Linked DNA regions of Gossypium hirsutum: region 2 is linked to region 1. The links are chromatin contacts, called in public Hi-C maps. All regions are on one chromosome and are shown on one strand. The core of a region is the stretch at or near the end of the contact, and the rest is flanking DNA. Distances in the headings are between cores, read along the strand shown.

What was found. A called contact is a pair of places that touch in the nucleus more often than the background predicts.
Region 2: a contact with region 1 is called in a Hi-C map of leaf, with 2.5 times the contacts expected there. The contact joins the enhancer-like site here to the promoter of LOC107924680 in region 1. A contact is called at or near these places in 6 of 34 Hi-C or Micro-C datasets (leaf and petal).

Annotation. Positions count from the first base shown.
Region 1 is chrA11:13,664,244-13,671,768 of Gossypium_hirsutum_v2.1, forward strand. LOC107924680 (F-box protein At2g27310) reads left to right here and starts at 2,438. Exons shown (of 2, transcript XM_016855232.2): 1 at 2,438-2,806; 2 at 3,450-4,717. The coding sequence starts at 3,467. The coding sequence ends at 4,588. It overlaps LOC107923020 (small nuclear ribonucleoprotein SmD1a), which reads left to right. Exons shown (of 4, transcript XM_016853218.2): 4 at 1-231. The coding sequence ends at 44.
Region 2 is chrA11:13,744,025-13,750,780 of Gossypium_hirsutum_v2.1, forward strand. No RefSeq gene overlaps it. Among protein-coding and RNA genes, the nearest start is that of LOC107924032, 18 kb to the right of the region's middle. Within about 2 kb of position 3,992, at least 6 of the 9 cell types and tissues checked have an H3K27ac peak or open chromatin away from gene starts, as enhancers often do. A contact at or near this core is called in leaf, where this site is marked.

The DNA.
Region 1 (7,525 bases), core at 1,188-3,687:
GTCGGGGTCGTGGGCGTGGACGTGGACGTGGTCGAGGCCGTTGAATATGTTGCTTTGTTTCCAAATTTTTGTGACAGCTGGCTGTGTAGGCAGCTTTGTTATAGTGAGAATTTGTGGGCGATGCTACGAATTTTAAAGGAATTGTATTGGTGTTTTACTGTTCCGTGTGATTATTAGCCTGGGTTGAATAGCTTAATCAAGAATCCTGAGGTTCACCGCTCTTTAATTTTAGTTTCTCCTCTTACCCCACTTTTCTCGTATCATTTTACAAAGTCTATTTTATTCCAAATTCAAATAAATAAATAAATAAAAAGGTGCAACTGATTTTAACTTTTCAAAAGCACCCACTGAAAATTTTTCAGGATTCAGTTTTAATATATAAATAATAGGTTGGGTAAGAGTAAGCTGAGCATATACTTTTAGATTAAGGTTTGGTACTTCAATTCAATGCAATCTCTCTTTAAAACCCTGAATTTCGTAATTCTATAGACGGAAGGTAGTTACCTTTCGAATTTATTCAAAAATTTGTATTTCGTCCTATACTTGGGTAGTTTTGTATTAACTTATCATTAATTTGTACTAGGTGTGATAAATATAAATGAAAAATTATTTTTAAAAAATATTTATAAAATAAAAGCGTATGAAAAAATAAAAATTAGATCTAAGTTCCAGTTAAATATTTTTAACCAAATTCATTACATATTAACTCTTAACTATAAATATAATATCAAATCAAATCAAATATGTAAGTGCTTTCTCTCTTTGAAGCGGGCTCCTTTGGATGCCCAATTCCTTCTACTGTGGCGAGTTTATTTATTGAATTTATTTTGTCAAGTGAAAATAGTTTCACCTCACTGGCTGGAGCATTAAGCATAGGTGAAGGAAATGACGTTGCAGTGAGAATTAATTTTTACCATTTAACCTTTCATATTGTCGTTATGAAATACAATTTGAATTTTTATTATAGAATAATCTTAATATGTTTTAATATTTTATAATAAATATATACAAAGGTCATAATAATTTATTATGTAATCTATATAATGTTGGCTTGATAATAATTTAATAAACATATACATTTTAGTATGAATTAATTATAAATAAGTAGGTGCATGAATAATAAAAAAATAAATACAAATATAATTAATAATAAAATTATCATTTTAACATAAATAAAAATTCAATATATCTTACTATTTAATGTAAAATATAATTAGCTATTTTACATATGCAACTTAATTTAATGTCTTTAATAACCATTTTATGATCTCACCTATTGTTACAATTGCAGTTGGTTTTCGACATATTACTCACTATTTATTTTAATTTTATTATTATAGTGTTCAATCTCACTATTATAATAATTAATCTTACCTTCATCGCTATTTTCAATCTCGATTAAACTAAATTTAGTCAAAAAAAAATTAATTGTAAAGAATAAAAGTATTTGCATCACCAACTCATTATGTTGGTGATCCTTAAAGCTATTTAGTTCACCTAAAACTTCCCTTATCTTTCTATTTCATTTTATTATCCTCAGGTGCCCCTCAGCCCAACCACCTCACCTTGTTTTTTTGTGGTTCTGGTGCTATTTTTTTGGAAATAGCTCTCTCTCTCTTTCATTTTTGAGGTGCAATCGATGTAAAATCACCTAGGTGGCCATATGTGACTCATATTTCTCCGACCCCAATATTGTCTTCCATTTTTGTGCCCATAAATGAAAATTCATTACAAGTTCAAATCTCAGAGGTCGTTTTCATTTGCATGAAGTGAAATCTTTGTGTTTCATTCTTTTAAACTGCTTTATTACTGCATTAGTCTCTATTCCAAGAGCGTTGATCAATATCCCAGGAGTAATTAAGGATGCAAAATTTAGTCTTAAAATAAAGCTTTCGAAGGGTAGACTCTATTCAATATAATTAAATAAATTGTTTTAAAAATTATAAAATTCAGGATTTTTATTATTTTAAATTCATACCCTAATTTATTTCCGGTCCAATTTAACTCTAAAAATAATTTTTGTTTTCAAAAAATAGTGGGTTTGGCAAAGCATATTTAAACAAAGATTCTACTACTTGGGTCCTCCTTAGACAGTCCAAAAAGGCGAATGCAACTGATCAGCTGGCCTAGGAGATGGAAAACTGGAAGCAAATTGGCATAAGAACCATCAAAATGTCTACCTGTAATTCCAATATCTTCCAGAAAGCTCTTCTTTGTTGTCTTATGGCGTAAGTTATAGCAACCCCAGATATGACTACTTATCTAATTCACATTTATTTAATGATTAGAACAACCTATATTAAATGTCCTGATAAGAAATCAATTTCTTTCATCTGTATACCGACAATTGATTTTTCTCTTTTTCTTTTATAAGACGTGAGGTGAGGAATGAGGATGGTCAAACTTTTCAATGCTGTTTTTCTATAGAACCAAAATATAAATAAAATAAGACGTGGCAAGAGATGAGTAGGGAGTGATAGAACAGTACCATAAGAACCGGACAAAACAAATAAAGGAAAAAAAATCTGAAAACATGACGAACTGCCAAGCTACAGACACAACACAGTACCCAAGAAAGCTGTCAAAGAAAGGCAAAGCGGAAAATGACCTCAACACCACTTTGATCTCTTAACCATTGAAATCCCATCCCCATATTGCGCTCTAAATCTTCTCTTCCTTTTTCCGTTGACTTTGATTCCCACTTCCCTTCCCACAGTACCCTTCGTTTGTTCCTGTTTTCCCTGTTGTTTCCTTTTACAACGTTGTTTCGCCAGCATGTTTCTTACATTTGCATGCCCAATTTAAGGTAATCTCCTCCTCGTCGATTTTTTTTCTTTTTGGGGTTGCATTTTTTTTGTTATCGGAGAAAACGATGAGGGTGATGAAACTGCCCAGAAAAAAGGTTAAATTTTGGTGTTAATGGTTGAGTTTTCGTATTTCTGTTTGTAATTTTTCAAGTGATCTGTTATGATCATCTGAAATTGGGTTTGGAATCTGGGTTTTGATCTAACTTGTAAAAACTCAACTCTCTTTTTTTGGGGTATTTTTTGAATGATATGCATGTGGGTTGATTGTAGGGTACTTTTTTCTTTCTATGAAGCGTTATTATTTGACTTGTTAATGGAATTTTCAGTAATTTTGGTGTTAGTTTTTTTTTTTTGCATGAAACAGGAAGTTTAAATTTCACTCAGATCTGCTAATCAAAGCAAAAGGATTACATGATTATTTCACTACATTAGCTTTATCTGAATAGAGTTGAATTGAACGCTGTTCTGTTGGGGATAAAAAGCTTTTATTGATTTCTGAATAAATCTCTTTTTGGACTCATTTAGGGGTTCCACATTGAGTGGCTATGCACTCAAGTTCTCCTTGAGCTTAATTGAATGGTGTTCTTGAACTTATCTGGTCGAGTAATTATGAACAATTCCATTTCATGTGGTTTTCTGTAGATTAGAGGCCTGGAGCTATGTCAATGGTAGCCATCGAGAGCATGGCATCGTTGAGCACTGATGTTTTCTACGACATATTGAGGCGCCTTGATGGTCCAAGTTTGGCTGCCGCAGCATGTGCTTGTGCAACGTTTTGTTCTATCTCTAGAGAGGAGAGATTATGGGAAAATGTTTGTTCTTCTATGTGGCCTTCAACCAACAGGGAAGATGTGAAAAGTTTGATTTCGTTGATTGGTGGGTTTAGAAAATTCTATGCGGATTGTTTTCCGCTTATTGTTAATAAGGAAGTAACGGAGTATCAGTGGAATGGCTATCTTGAGAACCCCGAAGAGTGGACAGAAGCTGAGTATTATGGCGACACCGTCGAACTAGAAAGTATTTCACCACTAGATTTTGTTTCAATTGTGGATATCAGGTATAAGGATAAAACAATATGCTCAAAAGTGCTGTGGGGTATTCCTAATGCAAATGGATCCAATAGTTGGTTTCACAACTGCCCGTTTCGGATCGATCTTCTCAATTATGCAGCTAGAGATGATGATAGTGAAAGTGAGGTTACCCTTTCGGTTTCTGATGGCCTGCCACCTATTACTTCTATGGAAAAGGAAAGGAAAGATGGGAAGCTATGGAAGGAGCTACGAGACGGCCTTCGCCTTAGTTGGATCGTTGTAAACCGGAAAGTTAAACAAGCTGCTAACCTTGCAAGCTGGAGCCCTCTTGGCGGACAGAGACATTGGCCAACGGACAAAGATTTCGTGATAAGGTTCGGGTCTGTGCTTCCTGCCAAGGACATCCTTCCATGTCAAGTAGTGGAATGCATTCTGATAATGAAGTTCAGAGTCGTGAACACAGAAGGGGAGGGCGTAGAGACGACACTCAAATTGACGGAGCTAAGCATGCAGTTGGAAGATATGGAAGGTGCACATGTTAACGGAAGAAACAGTTTGCTTATTCTGAAAGAAGCTCTAAGCTGCAGGAGAAGCAAAAACTACAGCGAGGTTCTAGAGTCATGTCATCTGTACTCGAAAGTGCAGAGTGAGTTGAAGGAGGAAAAGATGAGGAACGAAAGCAGGATAGATAGACTTTGTATCTTAAGTGGCATTGCTGCTTTTGTCACGTTTTGGTATTACATATTGTAAATGTTGATGCTGCTTTTATATTAGCACCTTTCCTAAGATGTTCTAACAATCTCTGAACTCTTTTTTATGCTTTTGATGTAAAGATTCAATTTTGGTCCAAGTAATAAAAAGGTTGCAATCGTTCTTCTCTTCTGATTCGATGAGAGGGTGAAGGTATAAAAGATGAATGAAGATGATGGGCCAACATAATTGAGGTGTACTTCCATTATATACCTACACATTTACCGACCTCTGCAACGCTTCGCATAAACTTCGATTTTGGGCTCTTGGGAAATACAAGTTAAAAAAAAAAAAACTATTTAAATCAAATCGAATTTTACAATTTAATTTATTTATGATGAAAAATATTCTATATTTTAATAATAAAGATAATCTTAGATTGTCATATAAGATTATTTTTTATTTAATTGAATAAATAGTTTTCTTTTAAAATATTTTTGAATAATTTATCAAATGATGTTTTAAAATCATAAAATAAACTTTACTTTGTCAATAGTAAAAAAGAAATTCTAAAATATAGAATTAGTCTAAAAAAATCAATCGAATGCAACGAAGTCACTCTTACATCCATACTGAAAAACAATGTATATTATTTTCAACGGAAGGTGTAGGCAAAATGCAAAAAATTGATGTTCTTAGAGATGACATTGTTGAGAAGAGTAGATGTAAAATTTAAATATCAATTGTAAAATGAACATGAAAAATATATAGACAGAAGGATTTCATTCATTTCAAAGAAAGGAAAGACTCGGAAAAGACTAGTACAAACCGAAAAAAAAAAGATCCAATGGCGAAAGCATAAAGACATCCCTAAAAACAAAAGAAGATCAACTAGTCCTATGAGTAGAATTGGAAAAGGGATCACCACCATGCAACGAGGTTTCAGCCATTTATACGAGTATGATCTTGTCTACCACCAAAGTCTCTCAATATAACCGAACAATTTGATCTAAACCCAAGGATGATGAGCTAGTAACAAACAAAAGGAACAAAGCCTAGAAAAGTTAAAACATAAGCCCAACCCACGGATTTTTTACTTGTATAATACAGATTAAAAAAATACTAAAACGGTATGTCAATATCATTACTTACCAAAATAGGATGTTTGAAGCAGTTCCAAGGGTGGAGGGAGAGAGATGGGCGGTATCCATTTTTTTCTAACACAATAAGTGAAACATCATTACAAAATGATAAAGTTTAAAAAAAAAATTTAAGGTGGTGGGGGAGAGATGGGCAGTACTAGTATTTTTTGTGTAAAAATACGGTCTAAATGGTGGAGAGTGAATTTTGTACCATTTTGTTATTTTTTTAAGAATTACTAATATTTTTACGCATATATTTTCAAAACAATCTCATTTATTTATTTTTTTCATTTTTTTATCCCAATAACAATTTTTTTATTACATAACATATTCTCAACATTTGTAAAATGTAGTTCTTTTGCCACAATAATCCAAAAAAAGTTATATACCAAAATGGATCACCCTAAAAATATTTTTTTTTAAAAACACAAAAATAAATACTGAAATGGGTTTACAAAAATAAATATTAAAATGAGTTATTCACTTGAAATTTTTAGGGTCCAATTTGGAAAAGATACTTGCTTGACCGAGTTCATCTAGCAGCTCCTCAATAATGGGGATGGGGAATATATGCTTTATGGTAAACTGGTTGAGCTGTCTGTAGTCAACACAGAGCCTCTAGCTACCATCTTTCTTTTTAACCATGACTATTGGAGAGGCAAATGAGCTAGTACTATCTCTGATAACACCTGTGTGCAGCATCTTCTGAATGATTCTTTCTATTTCTGCCTTCTAAACAGTGTGGTATATGTAGGGTCTGATTTTGACCACCATATTTTCATCTTTCAAAGGAATTTTGTGGTCTTGATGGAGGAAGGCCTGAAGGGTACCAAAAATATCTGAAAATTCTTCCAAGAGTGCATGTATGCCCGAGTGCACTTGAGGGGAAGCTGCTAGTACTAGGAGTTGAGCAGTGAAAACCATAACCATTGTACATGGGCATAGAAATTGATCAGTATGAGAAAAACACCTGGAGGATTGTGTTGCCGTCATGGTATGTATACTACCAGGTAAGATACCCTGCAACGTGCAACAATTTCCACCAAAACCAAACTGCATAGTTAATGATCCAAAATTCCAGGTGATTGACCCCCAAAGAGAGCAACCAATGTATTCCAAGGACCAAATCACACCCTTTCAAAGGTAACAACATAAAATCTTTTACAAATTTAAAATCCTGAGTTTTCCACTGGACATTTCTGCATGCACCCCTAGTCAAAAGACATCTACTATCTGCCACAGATGCTTTTAGCTATTATTGTTGCCTTATGGAAAGAGACAATTTACTCACCAATTTTGTATCCATGAAATTATGGATACTACCTGAATCCACAAACACAATAGCTCTGGTGTTCCCTTCAAAGGCTTTAAATCTCATTGTATAGGAGGTTTGTCATCAATAGGAGGTTCCTCTAACTGATCAGAACATTCACGAAAATCCTTTCCTTCTCCATCAGAATGCGATTCCAATAACAACTGGTAGAGTTGCCCCTTAACACGTTTGTGGCCAGCATGATACTTGACCCCACACCAAAAGCATAGCCCATTTTGTTTCCTCTCAGCTATCAAGGCTGGACTAATTCCTTTAGAAGGTACCTTGGAAGTGTTAGATCCATTAGAGGACCCTGTAGTAACTGTAACAGGTGCCCTAGAAGGATGTAGTGAGGTAGACCTATTGGAAGCAACAGGGTGTCTCATTGGAGAATCAAATCGATTAGTGGAACTGGAACCTGTCAAAAATCCCTTCTTTGGAGAAGTGTTCAAAATTTCCTCCACCTAATTAGCTAAATGAAAAGTGTCCACCATATTATGAGGTTTAAACAACTGTAAATACTGTCTAACCTCATGTTTTAAG
Region 2 (6,756 bases), core at 2,742-5,241, 81 kb after region 1:
TTATTATAGAGAAGGCTAACTATATTACCTTTTTTATCCCATCAAAGACTCAAAGTATATATTTGCATTATCAATTATTTGGACTTGATTATAATTCAAAAGAATTGAGACATTTATTTGTATTTATTATTAGTGAGATATGAAAAAGGCTAAAATTGGTACAAACTACAGTGTAGTTTTGTGTAGAGTCGAGGCTTTACGGTGTCACTATCAAATCCCACATACTATAGTGTTGCAAATATAGGTAGTAGGAGTGTAAGTATGGTTGAGAAAAAAATTGAAAAACTCGAAAAATGTTATAACATAAAGGTGGGGATGGTTGATAAGTACAGTTCATATTGAATAAGGTGTGAAGAATCGATGACGATGGTTCACATTGAATGAATCGTGAAGAATCATTAGTTACAAAGAAATGGTTGGTAATCTAATAGAGTTGTAGAGGTTAGGTAGAAAATGATAAGTATTTTGGCCTGCCTCTACCCTTCATTAAGGGGTATTTATAGAGGAGATGACCCTTATCTTAGGGTACTTATAGAGGAGATGGCCCTTATCTTTTGAGCCTTAGCGTCGTAGTAGAGGTGAGTGTAAACTTGAGGTGTTGTTGGACTTGACCTGAAAGGACTAGCTAAGGGAGCTGTTGGATGTGATTTATTTATAGGTGCCTGCAGAAAGTCTTCTCAATATATATCTCTTTTGGATCGTGTGGGTTTCAAGAAGATGGTGCTTAGGTGAGGGTATTGAAGGGGTTTTAAGGGCAAAACAAAAGTTACCTAGTTTGTAAGGGCGAGGTGTCATGAGGTTGCTTCTTTGTGGATTTAGGCTTTATATTTTTAGTGGACTTTTCATACCTTATCCTAGGTTGAATTTTAGGATATAACAAAAATAGATATGAATCATAATATTTGGTTCAGCTCAATTCGTTTTTATTAAATTTGGTTTGATTTTGGTTTAAATGTTTAAATGTGTTCCGTTTCATTTAATTTTCGATTCACAAACTGCAATTATTTGAACCAAGCCAAATTAAAATTTTATTCAATTTATAATTAATTTCATATTTTTAAATATATTAATAAATAGTTTACATTTGAATTAATGAAAATAACTTAACAATAACAAGTACAAATACAAATACAAAAACATATCCTAAAAACTTGTACAATACATATTAAAGTGAACAAATTATACAATAATAATCGCACATGATCAAATATGGGCCCAGAACCTTCACCTGATCTACAATTAAACCAATAACTCATTGGCATTTCATCTGATTTTTTAAACAGCATAATAATCATAAATTTCTTCGGAATCAAAGTGAAGGGAAGGGTTAGCTGTTTGTGATTATTTATTGGGAGGGTTATACTTATACAATGGAGTATTTCAAAAGAGTGGCATTTATAAATATGTCCATTGCAGAAAGGCCTGCAAAAATCCTAAATGGTTGGTAGAAGAATTAAGTTGCAATGTCATGTAATGCTGTGCTTCTTCTATCTCATGCTTTAATATCCTCTAATCATACAATACGATTACAACTGTCTGATATTTTGATGCTACAGACCAAGTGTAATTTTAAGATTGAATATATGTTAGGAGAATACGCTTATTTATATAACGAGGTTTAGAAATATGGTTGGTTGATACGAGTGAACAGACTGTACGGACAAACCATAGTGGGGAATGTTGCGATTTCCCAACTTTATATTGTCTGTTTGTTCCGTGCTTGATTTGGCTTTATTTCTTTTTGTTATCATTTCAGTCATTGAAGCGAAATAGAAAGAGCTTAATGGTTGATTCAATCTACTTTTTTTATTTTATTTTATTTTAATAATGTGTACGAAAAATGTACGTTGTTGGGAATTTCAAAGCACTAAATAAGTGGGTAAAATTAACCTGCTCCAGACACCATACCTTTTAAAATCCCTACTATATTATATTATAAAATAATAATGCTTTTCTGAGATTATGTTGATTTGGGAGTAGAGCACTTTAATGTTTATGAGAGTGGTTCCCATGTTCTCTCCATAAAATGAAAAACAGCTATTCTGTCAGTCCAAACTGGATCAATCCTCTAACATCTTCATCCTTCTATATTTAGTTAAGAAAGACAAGACAATCTGTATATAGTAGCAAGTTTATTATACCAAACCCTACTCCCTTTAATATATATAAAACTAGGTTTTATAATTGAAATCATGTGGAGTATATTATATCATCAGTTTTCATAGTATTGCAATCCTAGGTATGCAGTTAATTAGGTTGTTTTTGTCTTATTGTATAAAATAATAATTGAAAGCAGAGGCAGAATATTACGCGGAATTAGCTCAAATTTGGTGGACCCTAATTTTATCATTCATTTTAATTGAGAGACAGGAACCTAACTCGGTTATAAGTGGAGATTAAGGTTGAAAATGACATTTGCCTCAATTCCATACCCAATAACACAATTAGCCATTTACTAACTCAATATAAGGGTGACGCATTTTATGATTAATCTTGGGAAGTTGCCTTTGAGGGCCATTTTCTTTTCTTCCACCTACGTTTTCTTTTTAAATGTATCATTTTCATATTGACATGTGTTATTCTTTTACTAAAAAGATTGAAGATGTCATATGCGAATTAAGTATGTTTCTAGAGAAGATAATCAAGTCACTGATTATTTGATTAAATTAACTTTAAGTTAAAAGATAAGTTTACAGGTGTTTGAATGAAGTGTTAAAAGATAAAATTAGTGATATTTTTGCTTAAATTAATTTGACGTAATTTCTTTGTTTATTTTCACTTAAAAAAAACATTTGGATGGAATTTAACCAAGTTAAATTTATTATCATTTTAATTACTTTTATGCAAGGAAAAATAAAAATAAAAGATGATTAGAGTACATGTGACGTTTACCTGGAAAACCAAAGACGTGTGTTTAGCAATAAGCAAACCCTGTATAGTGGTATACCTACCTAAAAACAAGCACAATAGGAAAAAAGAAATAACTTCGAGCACATACATGTTAACCAATAAAATGTAGATGAAGTCGGCTCCGTGGCACGGGAAATAAAAAAGGCCATCCGTACATTTGGTTGACATCTTTTAGGAAAACACAATGTAGAAAGGATGAGAAAAGGGAAGGGAATTGGGGTTTTGGGTTTACAAACAAACGAAGGTCCCCTCATCATCATCAATCGATTTGATTATTTGGCATGTGAAAAAACAACTAACCTTCAGAAGTTAGAAATATAATTTTGTATTAACGGATTAATAAGTAAATACAAATTTGATAAATGACATCCGGATAATTTAAATCAAAAGCATAAAAATAAGAGCATTAGCCTCTTCAATAATCAAATCAACAAAATTAATTTTAGATATAAAGGGCCTATTTTACAACTCCAACTAAAATCATATTATGAGGCTTCAAAAAATTTATTGATATCCGTCAATACTAAACTATATAATTTTCCAAAACTTATCAAGAAGATAGCACCTTACTGTTTCCATAAAACACATGAAAGAGGACTCAAAATCGATGCTTTTACCCATCAAAATATGATGTCGCCTAATTTTGCTCTAAAAGGGTCAGATCCTGCACTACAGAGGCAGCCTTTGCCCAGAAAAATAATAAAATTGCATTTAATCTCTTTAAAATTTAATATAATGACAAAAAGAAGTTTTATTAAAATCAGTAAAGTAGAGACAAACAATAAGTGGAGATTCCACTGGGGACCAAACCAATATGAAGCACGGCAGCTATGCGAGCAAAGGTGCTGTGCGGTGCAGGTGCCTCTGCCATGCTTAATATGGTTGAATTTGAAAAGATTATCTGTATTCGACTTGCTCATTATTAGCCAAACAATCTCCATTTTTTTTTTTGTCATCCAACAAATCATCAAGTGGGGCAAAACCTTGGAAACAAAGAACACATTCAAACAATGTCCAATGGCAAGGAAAGCCTACCCATTTGTTGGGCCAATGCCACAACGACGAAACGAATCTAAGAGTTACTCATTTAATTGCTTAGTGGGGTGGCCTTCTATATTCTAGACATTACCTACGAACATATCCACCCTACTGACCCAGCCAGAAAGGCCGAAGCCATCATGAAGAAATTAAAAATCTTGGGCTGGCACTGGCGGCAACCAATTTATAAGAAGGTTAGGCGAAGATGGCAGATGCCCCAGCATCACCATCTAACATTCTTAATTTAAAATGCATGACAATTGCTCATGGAGCTCTTTTTCAGTCACGTCCCATTTATAGTCGCATCGGCTGCGAAGAGATGCAAACTCCAAATGCACACAATGTTGGAGAAGGGTATCACTAATTCATGTCTTCCCAAATATATTTTTAGGCTGAGGCCTTGGCATCATGATTCATAATTTCTACAAATATCAAATGATCCCGCTCAGCCCCATTGCAACTTTTGTACCAACTATTGTTTTTAATTGCCGCTTAATTAGTTTTTACAGTGGTTACCTCTCATCTTCTGCTAATCCGCTGTCTTCGACCAAAAGGTAACTCATTTTGTCCTTGGTGACACATAATTTGGGATTAATTTTTATTGGATCAGAAGTGTTTAAAGTCAACACTCTTAATAAATGAGTTTTTCGAATTTCAAACTTGGGATTTTCATCTTTAGAAGATGAGAATATTATACCACCTTAACCAGTAGCTCGTTGACAAGAGACGATTGAAATTCTATTAGGAATATGGTTAAGCTCAAATCTAAAAAATAGAACCCATGATATATAGATCTAATACATCATCCAGATTCAGCTTGAACTAGATTCATGAACTCATATATGGAGTCTGAATCCATGAAGTGATGGAAGCTTTATTTATGGAGTTGAGGAATGATCATTCCTCATCATAAATTCAAATGCGCAACTGATCTAAACTCGAAAGGTGAGAAGTGAATCAACAAATGCCTCTATATCTAATATAAAGTTTTGTAGAAAATTTTGGGGCAAAAATTGAAGCACAACTTGGCTTATGATAAGATGTTTTCGGCTGCGTTCCTTTGCCTGGGCACAGCCCTCTGTATCACTTTATGAATGCTATGGTTTGTTGAATCAGATCAAAGAAAAGCAAAATCTCATCAGCCTTCTTTTGAAGTTAATGCATGCTTGGTAGCGCAACAACAAAATATTTCACCAGGATTTGATGCGGCAGTCCAAAGGGCATTAAGCCCTTGCCCTTTCACAGTTTTGGGGCTCAATCTATGACCCCCATTCCCTTGATTCATTAGTTACACCTTGAACTCCCAAATCTATGAAGTATTTACTTATTATATCTCAACAACAATATATTGAATTATCAAATCAGCTCCAAATTATACACTGATGATTGAAACATACTACAAGACTAAGAATAAATAGCTAAAAGAAAGCTGAAATGAATAGCTCAAGATTGGGGCATCTCCTCTCTCTATTGATTATTATTTTTCGAAAACATGGTTTAAAAAGTCATTAGTGAAAAATAAAATAAAAACTAATTGAGTCTTTATAGTAAAAAAAATCAATTAAGTCATTCCATTAACGAAAACAGTTAGTTAATTAGTCTGACTCTTAACCGTGCCGACATGGTTGATGGAGTTGACACATGTCATGACATGTCAATAGATATTTAAAAAATAAAAAAAATCTTAAAACATTTACTTTCGAAATGAATCTAGACAAACTGGTATCGACATTCATTTGAACATGGACAACCATTTGTCTCGGTTCATTTTGGATATAAATTCGGAATATCGTAAAAAGTTACAAATAAATGGTAAAAATATAAAACATTATTAAAATTTTCGAAAATTAAATTTTTTTTATAAAAAAAACCTCAATAGTTATATATATATTTACACCTCCACAATGAACCTAAACAAATGGTTGTCGGTTGAAATTATTCAAAAATTTTAGGGCCAAAATGACAAAATAAGTAAACACTAGAGGTTAAATTTATCATCATGTCATTAAAATTAAGAGAGTTAACTTTAATTAGGGATGTTAAAAGCTGAACTACCTGATAGATTTTGAAATAATCCGCTCCAAATAGAGTGATTTTTTTTTTTGAAAAAGTGGATATGAGGTGAGGGTAAGGGCGAGTGCTTTTTTTTTGGACTGTGATTATGAAGCGGTTATGGTAATTACTTATTTCACCTTGCCTTATTCCATTATTAGAAATTATAATTTTATAATTGTATTTATATAATCCTGAAAAGGATAAAAATGTAATAATGTGTCATAGAAAAATTCATACATTTTATGTTTGAATTTTTTTGAAGAATTATGTTTAAATATTTACTTACATGGAAGAGATTAAAAATATTTAAAATAAGTAGTGAAAATTAAATTGAAACAGAAGTAAAAATTAAATTGAAATAGAGCAGGGTGAAATAGAGTAGAGTAAAGTGAAAACGGATGCATACAATATCTATAGAAGTGATAGTAAATTTCAAAATTAAAAATCCATAGTGGAGCAGGTTGTGTAGTGGAGCAGGACGTGGCAACTACATAACAGTGGATAATACCACTTCTATCTCATCTCTGTACAGCTACTACATTGAAGTTGCTTTTGTTGTTGTAGGTATGCTTGTTGTTTCCACTGTTGGGACTCTAGTGATTTTCTAAGTTGTTCTTGTAGGTTTTTGAAAAGTTCTTATAGCTTTAAAAACTGCTAAGAGCTAGTATTCTAGTTCTGGGTGGTTTTACTAATTTGGATATGTTTCCTAATATCCTTGTTGGAACCTATGATAGGGGACAACCTTGCTGGTGA